4 separate regions of the Anser cygnoides genome follow, and regions 1, 2 and 3 are each linked to region 4. Evidence: chromatin contacts called from public Hi-C data. All regions are on one chromosome and are shown on one strand. The core of a region is the stretch at or near the end of the contact, and the rest is flanking DNA. Distances in the headings are between cores, read along the strand shown. Region 1 overlaps ADGRV1 (adhesion G protein-coupled receptor V1). Region 2 overlaps ADGRV1 (adhesion G protein-coupled receptor V1). Region 3 overlaps ADGRV1 (adhesion G protein-coupled receptor V1). Region 4 has its middle 15 kb from the start of ARRDC3.

The links. A called contact is a pair of places that touch in the nucleus more often than the background predicts.
Region 1: a contact with region 4 is called in a Hi-C map of liver, with 15 times the contacts expected there. The contact joins two enhancer-like sites. A contact is called at or near these places in 2 of 7 Hi-C or Micro-C datasets (both in liver).
Region 2: a Hi-C map of liver shows a contact between it and region 4, with 4 times the contacts expected there. The contact joins two enhancer-like sites. A contact is called at or near these places in 2 of 7 Hi-C or Micro-C datasets (both in liver).
Region 3: a contact with region 4 is called in a Hi-C map of liver, with 4 times the contacts expected there. The contact joins two enhancer-like sites. A contact is called at or near these places in 2 of 7 Hi-C or Micro-C datasets (both in liver).

Annotation. Positions count from the first base shown.
Region 1 is chrZ:3,562,388-3,565,348 of Taihu_goose_T2T_genome, forward strand. All of the region lies in intron 84 of ADGRV1 (adhesion G protein-coupled receptor V1), which reads right to left. Among named protein-coding and RNA genes, the nearest start is that of ARRDC3, 150 kb to the left of the region's middle. Within about 2 kb of position 1,269, at least 1 of the 3 cell types and tissues checked has open chromatin away from gene starts, as enhancers often do. A contact at or near this core is called in liver, where this site is marked.
Region 2 is chrZ:3,633,168-3,635,977 of Taihu_goose_T2T_genome, forward strand. All of the region lies in intron 82 of ADGRV1 (adhesion G protein-coupled receptor V1), which reads right to left. Among named protein-coding and RNA genes, the nearest start is that of ADGRV1, 150 kb to the right of the region's middle. Within about 2 kb of position 1,529, at least 1 of the 3 cell types and tissues checked has open chromatin away from gene starts, as enhancers often do. A contact at or near this core is called in liver, where this site is marked.
Region 3 is chrZ:3,600,457-3,603,341 of Taihu_goose_T2T_genome, forward strand. The region is part of intron 82 of ADGRV1 (adhesion G protein-coupled receptor V1); the gene reads right to left. Among named protein-coding and RNA genes, the nearest start is that of ADGRV1, 180 kb to the right of the region's middle. Within about 2 kb of position 1,570, at least 1 of the 3 cell types and tissues checked has open chromatin away from gene starts, as enhancers often do. A contact at or near this core is called in liver, where this site is marked.
Region 4 is chrZ:3,430,007-3,433,043 of Taihu_goose_T2T_genome, forward strand. No RefSeq gene overlaps it. Among named protein-coding and RNA genes, the nearest start is that of ARRDC3, 15 kb to the left of the region's middle. Within about 2 kb of position 1,640, at least 2 of the 3 cell types and tissues checked have open chromatin away from gene starts, as enhancers often do. A contact at or near this core is called in liver, where this site is marked.

The DNA of each region.
Region 1 (2,961 bases), core at 19-2,518, 130 kb after region 4:
ACACGAGGTTTCTCTCAGGAAATAGAGTTTTTTTTTTTTTTGGGCTCTGAAGCAAGAGAGTAGCTCAAAATAACCAGGAGAGAGCCATCTGATGGTATTTGCGCAAGGTAACTCTAATAAATGGCCTTATGCTAAGGTGAAAGTAGGGCTGCGTTGTAACTGAGTCAAAGGGTGTCGGCTGGAGCTTTCCAAGAGGCCGGACAGAGCCCACATCCTGCTGACACTGACTTTACAGGTTGTGGTTGACCAGCCCTCCTCTGTTCTTTGGAAAATCCCTGCTGCCTTCTTTGAGTGACCTGCAAACACACTGTGTGATTAACCCATGTTGGACAAATCACATGGGCTGTAACAAGTTTTAAACTCTAGTTTTCGTACACGGAGTTGCAGTGCAGTGTTATAAAATAGCTTTAATTCTGGTTATATTGGTAAAAAATCTTGAATATTTATTTATTAGACTAGAATATATTAGATTATATATTTATTAGCCTATTTATAACTAGGCAGCTTAAGATTTTTAAGTGATATTTAAATGTCTGTAACCTCTCCCTAGAACTGTTTTGCCTATTATTTCTTTCCATAAAACAATGCAGCCAGCTGGGAGATTTGGGCCCCAACCCCAAGCATTATATCCTGTCTCAGATATCAGATATCAGAAATCAGAGTGTTCCTGATGAAGTGATCAGAAGTTTTTAAAAAACTAGCGCTCTGCTGGAGTTCCATTTTACAAAGCAAGATGTTCTCTATTATTAGTAGATTCGAGCCTCAGAGAATAATCTTCACACAAAGGATGTGTGAAGTTTCAGATGACAGACATAACAATTGTAAATATTACACTTCTCTCTGCATGATATGTATCTGAAGCTATTTAAATGTCAGTTCCTGTTGCTTCTAGCTGTGGCAAAAAAAAAAAAAAAAAAAAAAAAGACCTTTCTGTAGTTTAAAAAGTAAATTTGCTAAAAGCAAGTAGGTTTTTTAACATTGATGCAAGCTGTTTAGGAAAGCTAAAAAAAAAGCAAGGTAAAACAACTTAGAAACTTAACAAAACTCACCAGCAGTTACAAAGTGCCGTCTCTCATTTTCACTTAAACAATACAGTTTTTGTTGAGCTTGTACTATAAGCCCATGTCAGTACTGTTACTGCTAAGCACTTATATAAATATATGTTCTTCCTGATAAGCGAACCACGAGCTTTTCCTGATACTAGTGATTTTTAAAAAATAAATGAATTGTCAGTTCTGACCTACAAACCATGCAGGCAGAGAAACTCCAGCCCTGAAGTTTTGGATCAGTTTGCTCTGTTATTAATAGGCGTTTGTGCACTATGTAGGGTACTGTTTGTTTAGGGTTTTCAGGGAGGTTTTCTCTTTCCTGCTTTGTAAATAGACACGCAGCTCTCAGTACAGCATGTGCAGGACACGGAGCGGAACGGAAACTCGCAACATTGCTGCTGGGGAGGAAGTACCAGTTGGTTTCCTCACAAATAGTCTGAAAATATAAATTTGTGAGCCTGCAGAGCGGCGAGTCAGTGCCCTTTATCGTGGCCCTGCACCTGCCTCTGCCCGGCGGGAGCGGCAGATAGGGGCTGAACCGGGAGCAGCACTGCAGGGCAGAACAGCCTGGTGCAGCATCACGGCTGTGGCTTTGCGAGGTGCTCACGAACGGGATGTCTTGCAAAGACAGACAGAGCTGCTCCACAAGCTGCTTCATATCCCACGCTGAGATGTGGTCTCGATCCGTAAAGCAAAAGGTGACAACTGCACACATCTTGATGTCAAAATGACAGATTCCTGGCTCAATCTCCCTAGCTACCTTAGGAACGGGTAGCAAGAACTGAAGTCAGGGGACGAACACTTCTCACCCTATTAATTTCAGGAAAGCCGTTGACTGAGAAAGGTTGCACAGACCTGTGGAATTATTGCTGAAAATAATAAAAGAGGTGTGTGCTTTCACTGTAGCTGCAGCTTGAAGATCACAGCAGGATTTTACTTTTGCTTTTGTTTAATCATCCTTCCTCAAAAGGAAATTTTTTTCTGGGACACACAGTTCTCCCAAATGCCATCTGCTTATGGGTCAAGGCAAGCAAATCCCAGATGAACCATAAAAGCTGCCCCAAAGCATCCAGCACAGCTGTAAAATGTGACCTACATGCACAACTATATTTTGAGACTTCTGTAACCAAATACTACTGCCCAAAGCACAGCACAGCTAGACTTACCTCCTTTGAGCACTGCATTTGGTATCATCACCTAATCAGAGTGATGGGGAAATGGACCTCAGGGATCTCTTACTGCCCATACCGCTGTGGATATTGTTTGGTGTGAACTCCAATGAATGTTGCATTTGTGTTTGATGGATTTAGACCAGTTTATATCTCATGCGGATTAGTTCAGAGGCAGGCCCATGCCATTTTGTGTCACAGATAATTCAGCATAGGTAAAACTAATTCTTTTACTGAATTTAAGTTTCAAGGAAAGTGCAAAACATTTAATAACAGTTTTTCCAGTTTTTATAGAATGATAATGTGGCAGTCAAACTTTCAGCATTGCTTAGTTTTATTTTTTTATTTTTTTTTCTCTGTACGGAAAAGGAAGAGGAGAGTGAGAGGAATAGGAGAACTAGGAGGAAAAAAAGGATATGAAAAATCAGATCAGTTCAGTTAAGAAACATAAACTCAGAAAGAAGAGGATCTTACACTGCCTAGAAATTAAGCCAACGCTTGCTCTTTGATGTTTACACTTGGACAGGCTATCCCAACTACTTTTTAAAAGACAATTTTACATCAGTGAGAATTGCTGCTAGAAACTAAACAGTGGTATGCCTATCACCTTTACTCACACATAAAAATTCATTATTTCATAAGTAGTACCATATTCATTAATGGAGGTACAGAGCCACTATGTACTATGAACCATTGGAAACAGTGGGGAAAATTCACTCCACCATGAACAAAGAATGAAGAAG
Region 2 (2,810 bases), core at 279-2,778, 200 kb after region 4:
ATATCTGTTATTCTGTTATTATTAGAAAACCTTGTGACTACTGCTTACAGAAATGAGGAATATGTTTTAACACTCCCAAAAATGTTAAGGTTTTGCTTTGTTTCATACTATGAGGACAAAGACACTACTAAAGAGAAGAGACTCATAAAGGCTAAATTCAACATGGTGAATGTAATCTCCCTATAGACAAGAGAGAGTGACAGAATTCACCGTAGAACAATTCAAGACAGCAGTCTAATTCAGCTGTTCTGATGCTGAGTAAGACCCTCACCACATGAAGGGAGCGTTAGGCTCACTCAAAGTTAATCTTTGTGTATAGCCCTTACTTTACATTATTTGGAGTAGTCACTGAAAAGTTAAAACTTTTAAACCTCATGCAGTTCTCTCTCTAACAAACATAGCTAGAAAACACAGTGCAGAAAGTCTATGCAAATGCAGATTACTGTATAATTTTGTTAGTCCAATATTTTGAGGATATACATTTTTTTAGTGATGTCTATTCTGTGCCTAATTATGGGAAAATTGATTTTTTTCTCAATTCATATTTTGTTAATTAATAACCATGCTAATTGTTCCATCGTTGTTGTTTATAACAAAGATTTGCAAAAGAAAATGTTGGTTTTGGTCCCTGTGAGTAACTATTGACCCAGAATCTGACCAGAAAGGTGGGTTGTACAGCATTATGTAGCAGTCATGTATAATCTGAAGTTGGGGGTGTAAATCAAACATGACCAACTGATGAGGGGATGGATTGCTTCCTTTTCTCTAGTTTCTCACAAAACTGTTTGGAGTTTACTTCCCCTTTAGCTCAGGAGAGTGGCCAATTCCAACAGAAGCTTCAGTTCTCCTGTATTCCATTCCTTTGTATTTCTCAGAAGTCTCATCTGCTGTTATTCTTGTTCCTATTAATAACTTCAACACAATGTGTAAAGCACAATTGTTTCTTTTCACTTGTTTGCTTTTAGAAGTTTTTTTTTTTTTTTTTGGGGGGGGGGGGGAAGTGGTTAATAAAATGAGTATTTTTCCTGTACCGTGCTGCACTATTTTTCATTTGTTTTCTACCAAAGAGAAAGAAAATACTTTGATCATAATAAGCTTACAAAAGTCTGAGATAGATAACCATCAGACGTATCTAAATTCACACTTCCAAGTGTAATTGCTAAATGTAGCATTTTGAAAAATAGATGATGGTAGGAAATACTTAGACTATTTAGTATTTAGACTACTGTTAAACTATTATCCAATTTAATGGGAAGCTTTTGATTTATAATTCAGCACAATCTGAATTATATCAAGAAAAAAAATACAAATCCCATTCTGATTTTCAAACGAGTCTCATATCCATCCAGAAATATTAGAAATATTGAGAATACTCACTTCTAAGTATACACTTATATGATCAAAATGAAACATAAACTACACAGTTCTCTGTGCATATTCTCTCACGTTCACTGAGAACTTTGAGAACTTTACTACATGATTGCTAGATGTCTCCCCTGCCAATCCTCATTACTACATGATTCTGTTCTGGGATGGAACATACAGGAATTAACTGCTTTGTACATTAATAACCACTGAATTTCTACCATGATACTCAGCAGCTGTATTTGGGTCAAACCCTCTCTTTCTTCATAGCTCTCCTTCAATCACTTCACATGTTACCAGAGTATTAGACTGAAGAATCGTATGATAGAAGGAGCTTTCATGGACAGATTTCTTTTTGGAACAAATAACAGCAAAAATACAGAAAGACACAGTGATCCACTGACAAGATACAATATGGAATCAAGTTGACATGCAAAACCAACAATAGCTGAAAACACAAGGCTGAAATTACTGACAATCCTATTATTCTCAGGGGGAAAAACTACTCATTCCCGAAGTGGATTAAGAATCATAAAGTGCTACAATGATGGCTTCTATCAACATAAGAAAGTCTGCCAAAGCAAAAGCAAAGCAAACCTCAGCACCTTGAGGAAGGTGCAGTCAACTGTGAAAACAGAGGACATAACAATAATTCAAATAATAAAGTAGATAAGAGAATTTTTTCTTATTTTTAACTGACTTCTAGACTCACCAAAAGTGAAATGAAAACAGAATGGCACGTTAAAAGTGCACTTACTCCTTACCCTATTCCATACCTTTGACTCCATGCCTCTTAAAGTTAGGAGGGATATTTTAGCAGCTAAAATAAAAATAGGGACAACTGCAAGTAATATATTCTCCCAGCATTACCCTGATAACAAGGATGTTAAACAATGAAACAAAAAAAAAAAAAGTCTTCAGGGAATTTAGCATAAATTCTACACAGTGAAACAAAGCTGTCTAGTATGATCTGGAACAAGCTGTATTATCAGCATTAATGGATAGGCTTTTTCATGTAACTTGGAAATTTTTAGAATAATTATAGTCCAAAATGGCTATGAAGGGCCAATATGCTAATTATCATCTAGAACAGAAAACATTTACATGGGCCCAATCCAAGTTTATCATCCCCTGCAGAATGAAATAGACTTTGAACAAAATCTATTTGCTTTTTACTGATCTGCTCAGTGGCACTGTAAATTTATTGCTCCCCTTAGTAAACACATCTTCTGTTTGATCATTCTCAAAATATTTTATTGACCAAACATTTCAGGACAGGGAATATCCTTCAGGCTACTACTGTAACGATGCAGTCAGTCCAAGGTAAATATTATTCAACATGATCTGACTTAGCAAACCAGAGTTTAGTAGTCAGATTAAGCTTGGAACTGAATTTTTTTGAATATGAAAATAATAAACACGTCTGTAGTTGCACTACATAAAAC
Region 3 (2,885 bases), core at 320-2,819, 170 kb after region 4:
GAGGGAAATGGCAGCCTGCTGTGGTGCCACCACCAGCACCTCACCTTTGCTTATGAGCCCCTCGGGCCCCAGCAGTGGAGAAGCACTAATAACCCCCATACGCTCCTCTTTTATGCATTGCAACTGCATTTATTGTTTCCAGTTACGTGATCCACCGAACCCACCTTGTAAGAGGAACAAAGCCCGTTTGTGATCAGGCAGCAGTTTAGAAGCATCTTCAGCTTCCTTGTGTCAGATGAAAAACAGAAAAAGCAATTGGAAACATTTCAAATCCATTTCCAAATGAACCTGCTTGCACAAAAATTGCTTTTAGGCAACAAAGCATTTCAAAGGTAGTTAAAACAACAGGGAATTTTTAGGCTCGAAAATGTTTTGTACTGTATCTTCCAGAATAGTAAGGAAAGTTTATGACCCTACTATCTGACAATTAAGCATGTTTTTTGTTTGCTTGTTTGTTTTTTATTCTATGGTCTTAAAACCGATATCCAGAAAATTCTATATACCAACAGTTGACTGACAGAAAACTAATAGCAAGAATAGACAGTGTGCTAGGACTTCATAGGACATACACTGTATAATGCAGTGCAATGAAGGATTCTCTTCTGAAAACATTCACAGTCAGAGGAATAAGTATCTTTGGCTTAATTCTTTTTCTTTTTTTTTCTTTTTCTTTTTTTTTTTCTTTTTCCTGGGTATGTTTTGAACACTGAATATGTTCCTGTCACTCACAGCACAGAGACCAATTTCCTCTTGATTGGACCAGAGTCAAACAACTTAAGATCTAAGCTCTTTAAAAAGAGCTGTTTGTTAGCAGATAGATGCTTAGCCCAGTTTACATTCCTTCCCTGAGGTGACTGCAGTTCCTCTGCAGCTCTGTCACTGTAAAACTGAGAGCTGTTTATGTTCTGCAGGCCCAAAACAATGAATATTTCTCACAGATGTATGGTAATTTTGCAGGCAAAAAAGCCAAGACAGAAAACAGTTCTGAAAAACCAGCTTTAAGGAACATACACTTAAATCAAATATGCATGCAAAAAAAAGGCCAAACAGAATGGTATTGTGTCTGGGCGCGTATACAAGAAGGCAAACACCCTCTTGACTTAACTGATACTTCCAAAGCAATTAATCACTACATTTACTTCAAAGAAGTGAACAAAAGCACTTTTTCTGTAGCCTCTTTTTTTTTTTTTAGTTCTTAGGAGCATGTCCTTATCTTTCATTGCAACACAAACCAAACACAAAGAATGTTTGTATTAAACAGTCACACATCTTAAACCAATCACCTTTTAGAGATTGTTTCTGTTTTTAGTCTCAACATTTTGCCTGTTCCTACAGAAACATGGATGTTTTGCTGAGACCAAGTGCTTCTAACACTTCCTATACTCAATCATACTAATAATAGCAAATACACTCCTCAGACCCCTCCCACGTGTAAAATTAATCAACACTAGAAGGTCAAAAGTGCATAAAGTAGCTTACGAACCTTAATTTATTCACTGAAATGACCTCACTGCCACATATTTGGCCTGTTTTTCTGTTTCTTCTTAATATGTTCACACAGTCAATTACTGTCATTGAAATAACTTCTGAACTCCAAACTGACAATGACTCTGTGCCACTTCCATACTGCATTTGTGGATGAGTTTGCTTGTGCTCCCTTCTAAACAGCAAAACAAAACTGATTTTGTCATGTCACAGAAAAAAAACTTAATTTGCTGAGTTAACCACGTCTGTGCAGGTCCTTTCCTGCACTCTCCCCCTCTGCACGTCCCCATTCACCTACCCACCTTGAAAAGTTATGCTAGCAAATACCTCAGCTGTCCACAGGCCCTTTGGCACAGTGAGGGCAGACCTGCTGTGCCTGGCAATTGCCCTTGTTACATAAGACCAACTTTTATTTGTTTTATAGCTTGCACACAGATGTGATTTCATCTGCCTTGTGCTTCAGGTCCCGCTGACAGTGAGCTAGCACCAGATCGAAAACCATGCATTTGGGCTAACGCTCTATAGCACTTGAGAAAGTAATTCTTGCTGAGAGGCTGGGTCCCACATTAATTTGAAAACAAAGCAACTCTAACTGCAACTAAGCAATGTTTGCTCACCTCTGGCCTGAATCCAGCTTGAACCATGAGAAGTCTATACTTATTTCTGCCATGAAAGGACTACACAGGCATATCCTTGCTCTCTCAGGTCTGATGAATAAATGTCACTGGAAAAGATCAGGTTCATATGCTTCATCTTTTGCATTACACAACCACTATGATGGGAGTTTAGGGTAAAGTATTATGCAAACAGGTAGGGTTCTCCTAATTTTTTTCAGCAATATCAGGCTGCTGTGATGTCCCCTTTGGGTCACAAGGAACTGACAAAGCTTACAGTGAAGCAAGGCAATTCAGTGAGGTAGTAACTTTTTGCAAACCAGCCACTTAGAAAAAAAATGCAGAAGTTGAGAGACAGAAGCACTTTCTTCAGTTCTTCTTCACTAAAATGTTTGCATATTACAAGACTTGTCTAGTTTCTCCAGCTGTGCTAGCTGGTGTAATAAAAGACATTATCTCGTCCCACATTTTTTTCTATGAGCAAACTGAAGCTACAGTGGCATTATTCCATGAATCATATTGCAATTTATCATATCCTCTTGAATGTGAATATCTGTACTTTTTATTTGATTGGATGCAAGTACACAGCATGAAAATATAGGTGGGAAATGGATACAAAAAGAGGTGTACACCCTATGCCAGGCTTGACCTTTCATACAGATGCAGAACCCTAACTGCAGGTTCTTCTCTGCTACCCTGATTTGACACAGTCATCAGCCAAGCTGAGAATCTTTCTCGGAAGTAATTTTGAGTTTAACTGAAAAACTTAAGCCCCATTTTGTACTC
Region 4 (3,037 bases), core at 390-2,889:
CTCTGTTTTAAGAAAACAATATGTGGAAAACAATTTAATTTTTCCTATTGCTCTTACTTGTGGAAAATAAACTTTTTTTTAAAAAGATCTTAAATGTTTTCAGCATAAGGCATAATTTCTTGCACATGACCTAAACATTCCGCTCAAAGACCGTCTAGGTGTAAAATGACCCAGGGGAATCGCGACAGTGTTCCTTTCCGGGATGTGCCATGCCAGTCTGGGACCTTTTTGGGGTGGGAGGAAACTGGAAGGGATTTTTTTTCGAAGGCAGGAGGGCCACACGCGGAAGTCGCCTCCTGTTCCCCCCCTGGGGAAAACTAACTGCAGAAACCACCACCTGCCCTGTGTGCAGGATGTTAACGCAGCTCCGGGCGCTCAGCGGCGAGGCCCTGCCATGGCATCTTGCTTCCGCATGCCACACGCAGCTGAGCCCGCCGCGGCGTGGATTATCGTCGTCCTCCGGCATCGGCGTGTTGCTTGACCTAAGAGCAGGTTCACCAGGCCAGCTGTCAGGGCCGCGGGAGGCCGGCGCGCACGGGGCTTCTGCTGATTATTTTATACCAGGACAACGTTTTTTTTTACTACCTAATTTCTGTTGCTACGTGGCAGCATTAGAATTTAAATTAGCATCAGTGTCATTTAAGGGACAGGGCTGTCTAGCAGTTTTCAGGCAGTATTTTCTTGAAGTCTCACGTTTTTCAACCAGAACCTCTTCATAACGATTCTTTGAAGCCTAGGTTTACTGCCAGCGTTATTACAAAGTTGGAAATTACCAGTTTTGTTCTTAGAGGTCTGATTTTTTTAAAAAACAAATCCTTTGTATTTCTGGATATTAAAATACCTGTTCGCACATACAAATCTCCTACACCAGGGTGTAAAACTGACAGCTCTTCCACATCTGCTGCCCGTGTGGTATCCATCCAAGGGATGGCAAGTTACAAAGCTTGCACACTTACACTTCCAAAGAGAGACATTAGGCAATGTCACAAAACCAATCAGCATCTTTTTTTTTTAGCAGTTACCTCGCTAAAACATGTACGTAGCACTTAACCCTTCTTTGGGGCTTTGTTGGGCTGGGTTTCTGTGACAGCTCTTCCACTTTCTTCCCCGGGAAACCAACTTGCAGAGGCAGGCGGTCAGGCATGCTCCACCTGCCACACAGATGATACCCTTGAAATAGGAAATAATTAACCTATTTCTTCTCCCAGCAGTCGCTCCCTCCTGGAACTCCCCTGCCCAGCTACAGCCTGATATTTTTAGAGCTGGATCTCCCTGCCTCCTGACCTCGTGGACATCAGGACGCGGCGGTAGCTTCTGAGCTAGGGCCAGATGCGGCCACGAAATCTGAGTTGGACGGCGAACCCCTCGTCTGATCCAGCTCCTAACAGACGATTCCGCGGTCAGAAGGACGTCGTGTTTTCAGTGTGCTCCAGGCACCTTGCTGCTGACGTTAGCCAGACTTGGGTGAAGGACAAGGACCTCAAACAGCGAAGGTGAGAGCTTTAAACGTAACAAAAAATCAAGCAGTTTAGATGCGTTTTTAATGAGGTAGGAACGCAAGAGTTAAAAAAATGACACCAACCCTAAGCCCGGGAACTAATCATAAAGTGCAAAGCCAGGTACTAAGTGCTCATACTGAAGTATTACACAAGGAACACAAAAAAAACATCCCTGTGATGGAGCATCAGCGTCAGGGAGAGCAGCAAGCCCCACCACAAGCTCCCCACAGGGTTTCTAGCAGGACCTGCTAGCTGTTTGCTGATTTAACAAATGTTATTTCTAAAATTTATTGGTTATCGTGATGCCATTCCGTCTTTCTCCACGGACATAACGATGCTCCCATTTTCGAATGAATATATGGGAGAAGCACAGGAGGAGGGATAAATCATTGCAAAATGTAATACTTTTTTATTATTTTTGTCCGAAAATTAATGAAGTTGCCTAGATCTAAACAAGGCCTTGCTGTCATCAGGCTGCCTAGATTCAAAATGAAACTTCCCACTAGAGATGGTCACAGCAATGTTGAAGGCAAATCTGTCATGTTTGTCCATCAGCTAAGCAGCACTTCATAAATCCTTCCATGGTTCTGCTAGCTCTGTAAAATATGTACAATATTCCCTGGGTAATGATTTCTGATTAATAAATGTGTTTTACTATTATTATTATTATTTACACCCCCATTTGGGAGTATATTCTAAAGGCGTTGAAGTCTGCTAGCACCAATCCATTTTTCTGGCTAGCCAGGCTAAGAGGAAGCATCTTCCTAACATCTTAAACTCCAGCTCCCATTTCCAAAGCTGTTTCAGTGTTAAACGTGTTATAAACAAAGAAAAAGCTTCACTGATGTTTTACAGCTATTTAATTATCTCCCATAAATTAAAGCAAGTGTTCTTCATACCTATCTTTTACCAGTTTAAGACAGGAAAGACAGTTTTACTGCTGCCCGTTATGTTTTAGTGCATCAGACACCATTAATTGTGACAGGGTTCCACACCTCTAAAGCAATAAAGCAATTTGTCTGCTGTATCACATAAAGGTATCCTCCCAAAGAAAACAAATAAAGAAAGCAATACCTGGCCTAGGCAGCAGTGGAACAACACAGTTTAACTTCAAAACCACATGACTGTTTACTTTTCTTCCCAAGGTTTTCCTGTTTTTGTTTTTTTTTTTCCCTTTATAATTCAAAGTAATTTAAAGATGGTAACAACCTTCTCTTAATCCCATCCCTGACTTCCCTTTTCTATATTTTATTCAGATTTTCCAGTGTTCCAAAACATCCTACTTCTTTGAATGCTTGTCTTTGCTCCTATATCCTACACAACCAATACAGCCAATCATACAGCTCAATTTCCTCAAAAATCGTCTTTTGTCTACCTTCTGTACTTGAAATACTTTCCCAGAATGTCCTTAAAAAGCCACTATATATTTTCTCCTTAAAACCATATTTTTATTGAAAAAATACCAGGAATAACAATTAGATAGAAGGCTTGTGAATTCACAGTATAAAACTTTCATTTGTTTTCACGATATGACCCAG